Linked DNA regions of Mus musculus: region 1 is linked to region 2. Evidence: chromatin contacts called from public Hi-C data. All regions are on one chromosome and are shown on one strand. The core of a region is the stretch at or near the end of the contact, and the rest is flanking DNA. Distances in the headings are between cores, read along the strand shown. Region 1 holds the start of T2 (brachyury 2). Region 2 overlaps Gm1604a (predicted gene 1604A).

What was found. Hi-C and Micro-C count contacts between places; a contact is called where the count stands out from the background.
Region 1: a contact with region 2 is called in a Hi-C map of CD8 T cells, with 2.4 times the contacts expected there. The contact joins the promoter of T2 here to the enhancer-like site in region 2. A contact is called at or near these places in 1 of 15 datasets of contacts at CTCF or cohesin (large pre-B cells), 23 of 484 Hi-C or Micro-C datasets (B cells, CD4 T cells, CD8 T cells and 13 more), 4 of 115 datasets of contacts at active chromatin or transcription factors (DN3 thymocytes, large pre-B cells, memory CD8 T cells and 1 more) and 1 of 9 other capture datasets (macrophages).

Annotation. Positions count from the first base shown.
Region 1 is chr17:8,370,828-8,375,683 of GRCm38.p6, reverse strand. T2 (brachyury 2) reads right to left here and starts at 3,288. Exons shown (of 11, transcript NM_001161832.1): 1 at 3,181-3,288. The coding sequence starts at 3,288.
Region 2 is chr17:7,871,458-7,876,602 of GRCm38.p6, reverse strand. The region is part of intron 5 of Gm1604a (predicted gene 1604A); the gene reads left to right. Among named protein-coding and RNA genes, the nearest start is that of AU041480, 37 kb to the right of the region's middle. Within about 2 kb of position 1,627, at least 102 of the 459 cell types and tissues checked have an H3K27ac peak or open chromatin away from gene starts, as enhancers often do. A contact at or near this core is called in B cells, CD8 T cells, DN3 thymocytes and 6 more, where this site is marked.

The DNA.
Region 1 (4,856 bases), core at 2,039-4,538, 500 kb before region 2:
AGATGGGACAAGCTCTCACACAGCTGACCACTGTAGGCCAGGTCTTTAAGTTGTTTCTCCTGTACTTTAATAATAAAATAATAATAATAATAGGTATGAGTATGGTTCCAGCTAGTTTTATGTCACAAGCTAGAGTCATTTGGGGAGAGGAAATCTCAATTGAGAAAATATGCCCCACTAGATTGGCCTGTGGGCAAGCCTGTGGTACATTTTCTTGCTTAATGACTAATGTGGGTGGGGCCGCCCCTGGCTGGTTGGTCCTGGGTATTACAAGGCCAACTGAGCGAGCAGTGGGGAATCAAGCCAGTAAGCAGTGTTAGCATTTCCTCTAGGCTCTGCCCAACAGTTACCTAGCATCTGGAGGTACAAGCCAGTAAGCCAGTCATATAAGGGCTGCTCATGGTCAATCTCTCTTCCCTCTCCGGCTCTCCTTCCCTTACCCCTCCCTCTGTCTTCCTCCTCCCCTCCGTCTATTCTCTCTCTCTCTTCCCCCTTTATTCCTCTCTTTCTTTCTCTGCCTCTACTCCCTTCTCCATACCCCTTCCCAGGTCTCAAATAAACTTCCTTTTATACTAGGCCCATCAGTACGGCTGGTATCTCAGGGGGTGCCTCTGCATGGGCCCACTAAGGCACCCCTCCCCTCCTGCTCCATCATACCATATTTTATACAACATAATAAGCCAGGCTCCTCTGTAGCATATGCTCCAGTTCCTGCCTCCAGATTCCAGCTGTAATTTCATGGCAATGGCTTCCGTAGATGGTGGAGTGCGAGATGTAAGATAAATCAACCCTTTCATAGCCCCTGTTTGGGCCATTGTGCTTCAACACAGCCATAGAAGCCATAATGATGGAAAGGCGTTTAACCAGCATGCGTATATATTCACCACTTGTGTTCCAATTGTGGCAGAGACCAAAAGAAAGTGCCAGATCCCCTGGAACTTGAGTCAAGGATGGTCATGAGCCACCAGGAGGATGCTGGGACTCAAGCCCAGGTCCTCTGAGAGAGCAGCAAGCGCTCTTAACCACCAAGCCATCTCTCCAGTCCTGTTTCTCTCTCTATTAAATAAGTGTGTAAGAGTAGGTGTGGTATGGGTGTGTGTGTGTGCACAATGTGTATATGTGAAGGCCACAGTCAACCCCGGGTGTTGTCCCTCAGGACAGCCTGGAACACACCAAGCAGGCAAGGCTGGCAGGACAGTGAACCCCAGGGATCCAGCCATCCCTATTTCCCAATGCTACAATCACAGGTTAGGTGTGCGCTCACACCTGGCTGCTTATCCTTGTGCAGAAAGCACTTGACTCTCTCCCCAGTGTACAAAGAGGTTTTTTTAAAACAGGGACAGTTCACTCTGAAGCTCCCATGGCTCCACCCTACACCATGAAGCTTGGCTTCTGTCTCGCCATCTTTTTTTTTTTCTTATTGGGTTTTTCAAAACAAGGTTTCTCTGTGTATCCCTTGCAGTCCTAGAACTCAATTTGTAGACCAGGCTGGCCTTGAACTTATAGAGATCTGCTTGCCTCTCCCCCACCAAATGCTGGGATCAAATGTATATGTCACCACCACCCAGCTTGGCCATCTTTTAAAATATGTCTTCTTGGTCTTTGTGTGTTCGAGTTTGTATATGTGTGCCTATGTGTGGGCCTTCAGGGGTTGTGAGATGGGTGTGTGGCATTGAAGACTAAATCTACGCGTTTTCTGGTACTGAACCATGGGGGTTTGGTTGTTTTAGAAGTCCATGGATCTCTCATTAGTATCCTTTAATCTGTGAACAATAATGAAGGGGGTGTTTTTCTTCATTGTGCTTAATTAGAAATCTAGTCAGCCGTGAGATACAGAAATCTGGGGCAGTTGGTGATTGTGTACCACGAGTCTCAAATGCCTGATGTATCAGGTGAGTACCAAGCAGGTCAAATGAATTCCTTCCCAAATAAGACCACTCCCTGTCCTAGAGCACTAAGACTCTTGAGATGGCTTCATGGTTCCAATTCTTTCCCTGTCTTTGCCAGCCCTCATTCTTCTGTCTACGCTGGTGCACAGGCCCTAAGCTCACAGCCTCAGCCCATTCACCACCAAACAGAGGGGTGAATTGGTACTGCTTGGGCCCAAACGGCAGAATCGGGGTCCCAGGAAAGAGTCTGTACACTCTGGTCTTGCTCCTCAACCCCACATGCTTAGCCGTGTCCCTGTGCCCTGCAGCCTGATTGCTGCCCGATACATGCAGCGGCCACTTCTGATGCCGCCCAGTGTCTCCCATCCACCACCCACCTTAGTGGCCACTGGCCTCCTTCAAAGGAACCAAATTCCCTCCACCAAGTCTCCAAAACTAACTGCCTGGCCTGCTCTCCCTTCATTAGCTGGGGATCCAGAGGAGTGGGAAGGGTCCTCCGACTCAGAACCGTGGTCTCAGTATCTACCTGAGGTAGAGACACAGTCTCCCCTCTAGACCTCAAGTTTCTGGATTTTAAAACTCAAGGGTAAAATAATTAAAATAGGAAGGAAGGAAGGAAGGAAGGAAGGAAGGAAGGAAGGAAGGAAGGAAGGAAGGAAGGAAGGCAAGCCAGGTGGGGGTGGCACTGAGTTCTTGGCCAGCCTGGTCTACAAAGGGAGTTTAAGGGTAGTCGAGGCTACACAGAAAAAAACCCTATCCCGAAAAGAAAAACCAAAAAAATAAATAAATAAAAAAGAAACGATTCACAGAACACAGGAGGGTTTGCAGAGTTTGATCCTTGGTGTCACAGTGACTGGAATGGACGCCAGGGAAGCATTTGGGGCCTGTTTTAAGCCACGTGTGTCCCTCGCTTCAGAAATGCTATTTCCTCTCAGCCCCACCAGAGGGCGCCGTAGAACAAGGAGCCTTTGTTCATAGACTTTCCATATAATTCTTTTGAGCTATTTTCATTCACCATGCGACCTCGGATGACAGACTGAGACTGATTTTAAGAAACAAAAAACAAACAAACAAACAAAAAACAAACAAAAAAACCCAACAACTTTGTTGTAATTTTACGTTCTTACAGTTTTAATTGTCTGGAGCTACTGACTGCCGTTCTAAGTGTGCAGTGGTATGTCCCGCTGCTCATTGTAGCTTTGTGGTCAGAATATTTACTGAGCCGTTAAATAGAGAAAGATCAAAGACAAGACTGGCTCCCTTTGTTCACAACGACACAAATAGTGGCTACCTGTTCCGGCAAGGTCTGCTGTGCTGCCTTCTCTTTGTCCTCCACTTGGGTGTGACACCCCCTGTGTTTCTTTGGCGTTTTAAAATGGTCTCTCAAGATCTGGGCCATCCTGTCACAGGAACAACAACAACAACAAAAATGTGCGTCAATTTTAAAATTACAGCATTTTAAAAACAGAGTTAGACTTTTTTTATACTGTGACGTGTTGGACAGTTAGCTTGCCTGTGCCTGTGTGTACCCCAAAACAAAAAGATGCACAAGCCAGTTCTGGAAGCAGTTAGGAAACACAGGCAGAGAGCCCTTTCACAGAGTACACTGAAGCAGCAGCTCCTTGATGCTGCAAACTGGCTGAGGCTCAAAGTGGGCAAACCACAGGAACAGTTACAGAAAGTGAGGAAGCAGGCAAGACAATTCTGAGTCTCCCAGACGCCCCTGGAAAGGAAGTTGCTTTTCTAAGCCCAGCAGCCGCATCCTCTAGGCAGGGAGGGGCTACAGGACCACAGCCGCTGCCTGGCTCTGGCTGGCCACATGCTCCGCCTCCAGCCCAGCCCCCTCCCACCAAGCGCGCTCCTTCTGTTTCTTGGCTTTGTGATTCCCAGCAGCAAACCATGCTCTGTTTTCTGTAGCTGAGCAACGGGGCTGAGGGGTGTTGGATGGTGGAAAGAAGTCCTGGCAGGTGGTTTGTCAAAGACGCTGGCAATGGGGGCAGAGCATTCTTAGGGCTTATGTGGGAGACTGGCAGTCATCGCAGACTGCTATCACAGGGCTTCAGATTCCACCCTTCCCTTCCCTTCTCTTCCCCCATAGCCACCTATATAACCCCTTCTTGACCTTTTGCAGGATGCTTTCTTATACAGAAGGTTGAAACAGGAACTGGATAGACACCTCCGAGATTAAGAGCGTGCATGCTCTTACAGAGGACCCAGCTCCCAACCACCAGCTCCAGAGGTATCTAATGCCTCTGGCCTCCGACTGCATGCACAGGAACATACAGAGACAGACATGTATATACATAATTAAAAATAGTTTTAAAAATTGAGGTATGTGATTCATATACTCAAAACTCCCCCCTTGAAAGCCTGTGACTCAGTGGGCTTTCGGTGGGGTTTTTCCAGAGATGTGCGATTATCACCATAATCAAGCTGTGAGCATTTTGCTTGCCCCAAAAGGAGCACAGCATCCCAATACCTGCAGCTTTATCTATGGCCTGGCTTTAGAGAATTTTCAGGCTGAGTCTCGGTCCCCAGTAGTCACAAGTTGAAGCCCCAACCTCAGCACCTCAGAATATGGTTGCATTTGGAGACAGGTCCTTGAAAGAGGCCCACTGAGTTAAATGAGATCACAGAATGGGCCCCGATCTAACCCACTGTCCTTGTGAGAGGAAACGTGGCTACACGGACACACGCATGCATGAGGAGCCACCAGGAGCATGGGCTGCCAGCAAAGAGAGTGGCAAAAGAATATCAGGCCACGTGGCAGCATCTGAGAAGGGAGGCTTCCATCCCGCAGGCAGGCCCTTCTGCTGCCATCTGACCCGGCACAAGTTCAGCTGTCCACATACCCTGCTCCACTATGAAACTGGGAGCCCAGATAAATCTTTCCTTTCTCATTTCCACGGGTATTTTGTCAGAGTGATGGAACCCTAAAACATCTTCCTGCCTCTCAGGATCACTGAG
Region 2 (5,145 bases), core at 378-2,877:
AAAAAATGTTTTTTAGTCAAATTACCATTTCCTATTATTTAAAAGGCAAACACTAAGAATCCCTTCTATTGTGAGTTTTTGCGTTTGACCACCAGTGACAGCGTACCACTCACCTCTGTAACTTTGTTCTCTGGCCTTTCCACCCACTAGACACCTCCCACTGCCTCAGTGCCTAGCTCTGTAGATAAATGACACAGCCCAGAGGAAAGCCTGGGCGGGCTGCGACTGGGGGTTTCAGTGCTTGCTAAAGGTTACTGAGCCCCTGGGGAGAGAATGGGACAGATGTAGCCGGAGACAATGGGTTTGTGTCTTGGTGGGTGTAAAGTCCAAATAAGTAAGCCTGGGGGTGGGGGGGGGGCGGGTATTTCACTCAACAGGCAAGAGCAGGGCAGCTACTCCCAAAGCCACGCCCCCCCGGGGGGGGGTAAATCAGGGACTTTTATTCTGGGAGCCTTTCCGTATTCCTGTAGGGGTTGGTCTGTTCCTGGGCCTGCTCAGTTAAGGAGCACATTCTTGCGCATGCCCAGTTCAAGGTCGTGGTTTAAGTAGGCAGTGAGCACATTTTGGGGCGTGCTTAATCTGAGGTCACGGAGCACATTTAAGAAATTAAACTGATGGTCAGGAATGCTTCCTGGCCTGCTCAGCTTACATCGTAAAGTTTTAGTTGAAGACAGAGGAAAGGTGCCTATGGCCCATTCGTATAGGAGTTTGTTTGCCTTTAGTGGCTGAGTTTGGACTCAATCTGTTCTGTATTCAGGAATCTTCTCCCGGGGGAAGTGACCAGTTGTTTTCTTGTATCTGAGGTATAAATAAGTCCCCACTAGAGAGGAATACTTAGTCTTTTCCCTACTCCCCTCGGAGTCTGCCACGTCGCCTAAGCAACATTGCCAACCTACAAATGATTGGTTGATGCCTGAGGGGGCAGTGGAAATTGCTAGAAGTCTCCCCGTGTCCAAAAGCACACATAGGAATTTGAGCCCAGTGCTCTTGCCAATTGCTTATACAGAGCTAGTAAGCCAAATCTTCCCTCCTGTGCTAACGGTGTCACCTAAAATACCTCGTCCCGGACAGTGGTGGTGGTGGTACAAGCTCCAATCCAGCCCGTCCCAGCCTCCTGTGATTATAAAGACCACGAAAACATCCAGCTGATATGAGGGCTGCTGCTGCTACTGGCAAAATGGATGAATGTTTGCAGTTGGAGGTTATCAACCATACTGAGGGTGAAGGACAGAACACTTGTCAGATTCATATTCGTCTGACTCGAGAACATGTATACGTAGCAAACCACGCCCAGGAAAAGGCTTCCTCCCGTGAGCGCTTTGCTCTGCCAGGTGGACAGCGGGGAGGGTGCTAGCCTGCCTTCTTCCAGCCTCTCTCTTCTATTTTCCTTGCCCCCCCCCCCCAACCATCCCCTACCCCTTTCTCTTCATTCCTCTGAGATCTCAGCTGAGCCGTACACTCACAGGGGATTTACTTTTCTGACACACACAGAGACCTGAAGTGAGTGGTGTCACCAAAAGAATAAAGAAAACCCCAAACTTAGCGCCTCGTGTTAACCGCGTTTCACAACAAAGGCTGCCAGTGCCCTGGCTGACAGGGAAATTTTAAAAGTCATTGAAGTCGGAAATGTGTGACGTAGCCAATAGCAGCTGTGTGGAAACTGCTCTGCCCGTGGTCTTTCTACCAGTGACACGTTTCCACAGTGGGGCAGGCTGGGGGCTATCTCATTCTTTCAAGCTACGGAAAGTGGTTCGGTGTGTGGCCAGACCTGGTCTGTGGGAGCTTTGAGAAAGCACTGGAGAGGGAAAGGCAGAGTGTCAGAGGCGCCCGTGGAAGGGGTGCAGGGGAGCAGAGAGCCCAGGTAGGGCCTAAGCCACCGGGACTCCCCTCATCCCACTGTGGGGGTCTGGCATAAAGGAAGATGTGGCGATTCAGTATGCCAAGTCCCGAGTGCCTTCGCAAACAGAGAGAAGCACAGTTAAACTGGCTTCAGACGTCTAAAGCCGCAGTGGAGACCTGTTCTTGGGGCCTAGGGCTGGAGACCACAGATGTGTGTCTAGTCTTCTGCAGGGCTTGGGGGTCCCTGCATATGGAGACCCTCAGTGGAAACCATGCACCCTCCGTTCTCCACAGCTCCTACTGCTGTATGCATATCTCTCTCTCTCTCTCTCTCTCTCTCTCTCTCTGTGTGTGTGTGTGTGTGTGCGCGCGCGCATGTGCATGTGTGTACAAGCTTCCTCTTACATGAACTATGTCCAGAGTGTCTGAACTCTCCTGGCTCTTTCTTACTATCCATTTCCAAGTGGTGTGTGTGTACACACACATGCTTATGTTTTGAAACTTCACACGTGCTAGGTCAGAGCTCTATCACTGAGCTATACCCCAGTCCTCTGTGTTAGTTTTTACTTTGAGACAAGATTCCCTTAAGTCGCCCAGGCTGGCCTTGAACTCACTCTACAGCCTGGTCAGGCCATGAGCTTTTGATCCTCTGGCGTCGGCCTCTCTTGTAGCTGGGGTGATAGGCACCAGCAACCAAGCCTGGTTCGTTTTCAAACCTAAGGCCAACTTTGCACCACCGTCAGAGGCTACCTTCCCTGTTAGGCTGCCTGGCGTGTGCTCTTCCCTCTTGTTCTCTTCCAGTTCTCAAAACGCTCTCCCAGATTCAGGCCCGCGTATGGCAGAAGGAACTAAGGGAAATCAAGCAGCCTGCTGACCCCACAGCTGTCACGTGGAACGACGCTGTGGTACCAGAGTTTGTCGTCTATTGGGGAATTTTCTTTCTCCATGTGTCCCACATCCATTCTCCGGACTGCTTGCAAACCTATCACCGGCCTGCATGTCTGTCTTCTCTGTCACACATGCAAGCGGCCTCATTCATTCCCACCGCCAATCCTCTCTCACTGTGGCCAGCCTGAAGCCAAGCCAGCCCCTGTGTGGAGATGGGGGGAAGCAGTTGGTCGGGGAAGTCAAGGGAATGGCAGGGATCCAGCCAGGCCCTGCCCTGGAACAGTGACAGCTGCAGTCCTGGGTGGCATGCCTGGGCTCACTAACTGTCGCTACAGCCTTTTCAATGTTGGAACAGTCTTGGACAGATGGGAATGTTTGCCGAACTGAAGAGGTCAGCCCAAAAACTTTGGAAAATTCCACCAGACCCCTCCCCTCCTGAAAGAGAAGGGTCATAAAGAGCATAGGCACCCCTCCCCTCTGGAAGGGCGGGGCTAATTACAGTCCTCAGACCTCAGGGAGGTGGGGCTTACCACTGGCCACCTGTGGGTGGCTAGGGGAGGCCCAGAGCTCATAGACACATTCTGTGACCGTTGGCCACCTACCTCATTCCCTAAAGGCCAATCAATTTAAAAGTTACACTGTTCTGCCAATCACATTGTGCCTAATGGCTGCTGCTTTCAGAACTGTATAAAGGCTCGCTGGATGGGCTGTGCGTAGCTGTTCTCTCTCACGTGTAGGACGGCCCCAACATGCTGGAACAATAAATCCCTCTTGCTTTTTGCATCGATTCTCCACTCCATGTCTTTACTCAGGGAGTCCCCAGTAAGCCAGAGTCTTAGAGAACACCTGCTGTGTGCCAGCCAGAGAATCATGTTCAGCTGAAACAGTGTAACTCTCACCGGAAGTGCATGGGAGGTCCTGTTCTGAAGTTCTAGAATGGACGCTGTAAGTTCAATATAAAGTGTGCTCCAAAAGGCTAGTAGTTTGAAGGCTTGGTCCTCAGATAGTGGATCGAGTGGCCATGAGGAGTCTGACTTCCTAAGTAGACGTATAACTCCACAGCATTATTGAGTGGCCGTCAGAAGGTGAGGCCTGTTTGAGGAGGGACATCATTGGGGGTGTGTCTGTGATAAGCATCTTTTGCTTGTCCCCTGCTTTCTCCTCTTACTGGTTACCCTGAGCAGAGCATCTTTTTCCCGTGACCATGACACTCTGGCCTCACCACAGTCCTGAGAGCAGTGGGTCCAGCTGACCAAGGACTGAAACCTCTGTTACCCAGAGCCAAAACAAATCTTAGCTTCTCTTTTAGTGTTTTCTCTTGGGTATTTGTCACAGTGATGTCTGGTGACCTCAAAGACAAACATAGTTACGATACCATCAATGACACTCCTGACTGGGTATAGCTTTAAGATATATTTTACTTTGTTGATATTTTGATCTTTTATTAAAATGGTGTCCCCTCTCCTGTCCAAGAATGCTACTTATTCTGTAATGTGATTTTCTGTAGTGATGCATGGTTTTTAGATGGTTCTGAATTCAAAGCACTTTGACCCTCACACCTTACTTGATTTCAGTGTTCATTTTTCTCTGGAATGGGACAGGGCTTCTTAATTTTGTGTAGAGACAGTAAAGAAGGTCAGAGAAGAGGGCAACAGAATGAATGAGGGAAGGTTAAGGACTAGACCATCATTCTGGACTGCACACTGAATCTAACCTGTCTGAGATACCAGTTGCTGGCCTCCGCTCATTGCCACCAAGCGAGCCTCCCACTTGTGTTAAGGCCAGATGGAATGTTCTCTTTGCAGCCCCTAGTTGCTATGGGGTGGGTTGGCTCAGGGGAAATACCTCCGGGCTAGCAGACACCCACACACGCGTGAGTGGCAGGAAACAAAACCCAGTCGCCTGCATAGGAGTGTGTGCAGGTCTAGCCTGTGCGGGTGCCGGGCATGGGTGGGCTGAACAGTGTGACATTTCACTTCCCAGTGGAGTCTTTTGGTGGAAAAGGCTTGTAATGTAAATTTTGGGAAGAGAAGCCAAGTGGGAGGCACGGGAAGGCTCTAGCGGAGGTAGCAGCCCCTTATCTGACATTGTGATACTTTGCTTTCTTTGGAAAGGATATGTTGGCAGGGGGTCCTCCCCCTGAGTTTGTGTGTGTGTGTGCACACGTGTGCACTCATGTGCAACTGATTCTCAAAGGGCTCTGATGCCCCTCTTAATGTTTTAAGCTTTACCATTTTTATAGGACTCTCATGATTGTATAAGTAACATGCTGTGCCCAGGGTGGGGATGTTTTATCCTTCTTAGGGGACTGTCAAGGAGCAAGTCAAATGGCATTTTCTGGTGTGCTTTGAAGTGTCATGGTATTTAGGACAGGCTGCCCACCTATTTGGAGCACCCTCTTCTACAGTGACCAACTCT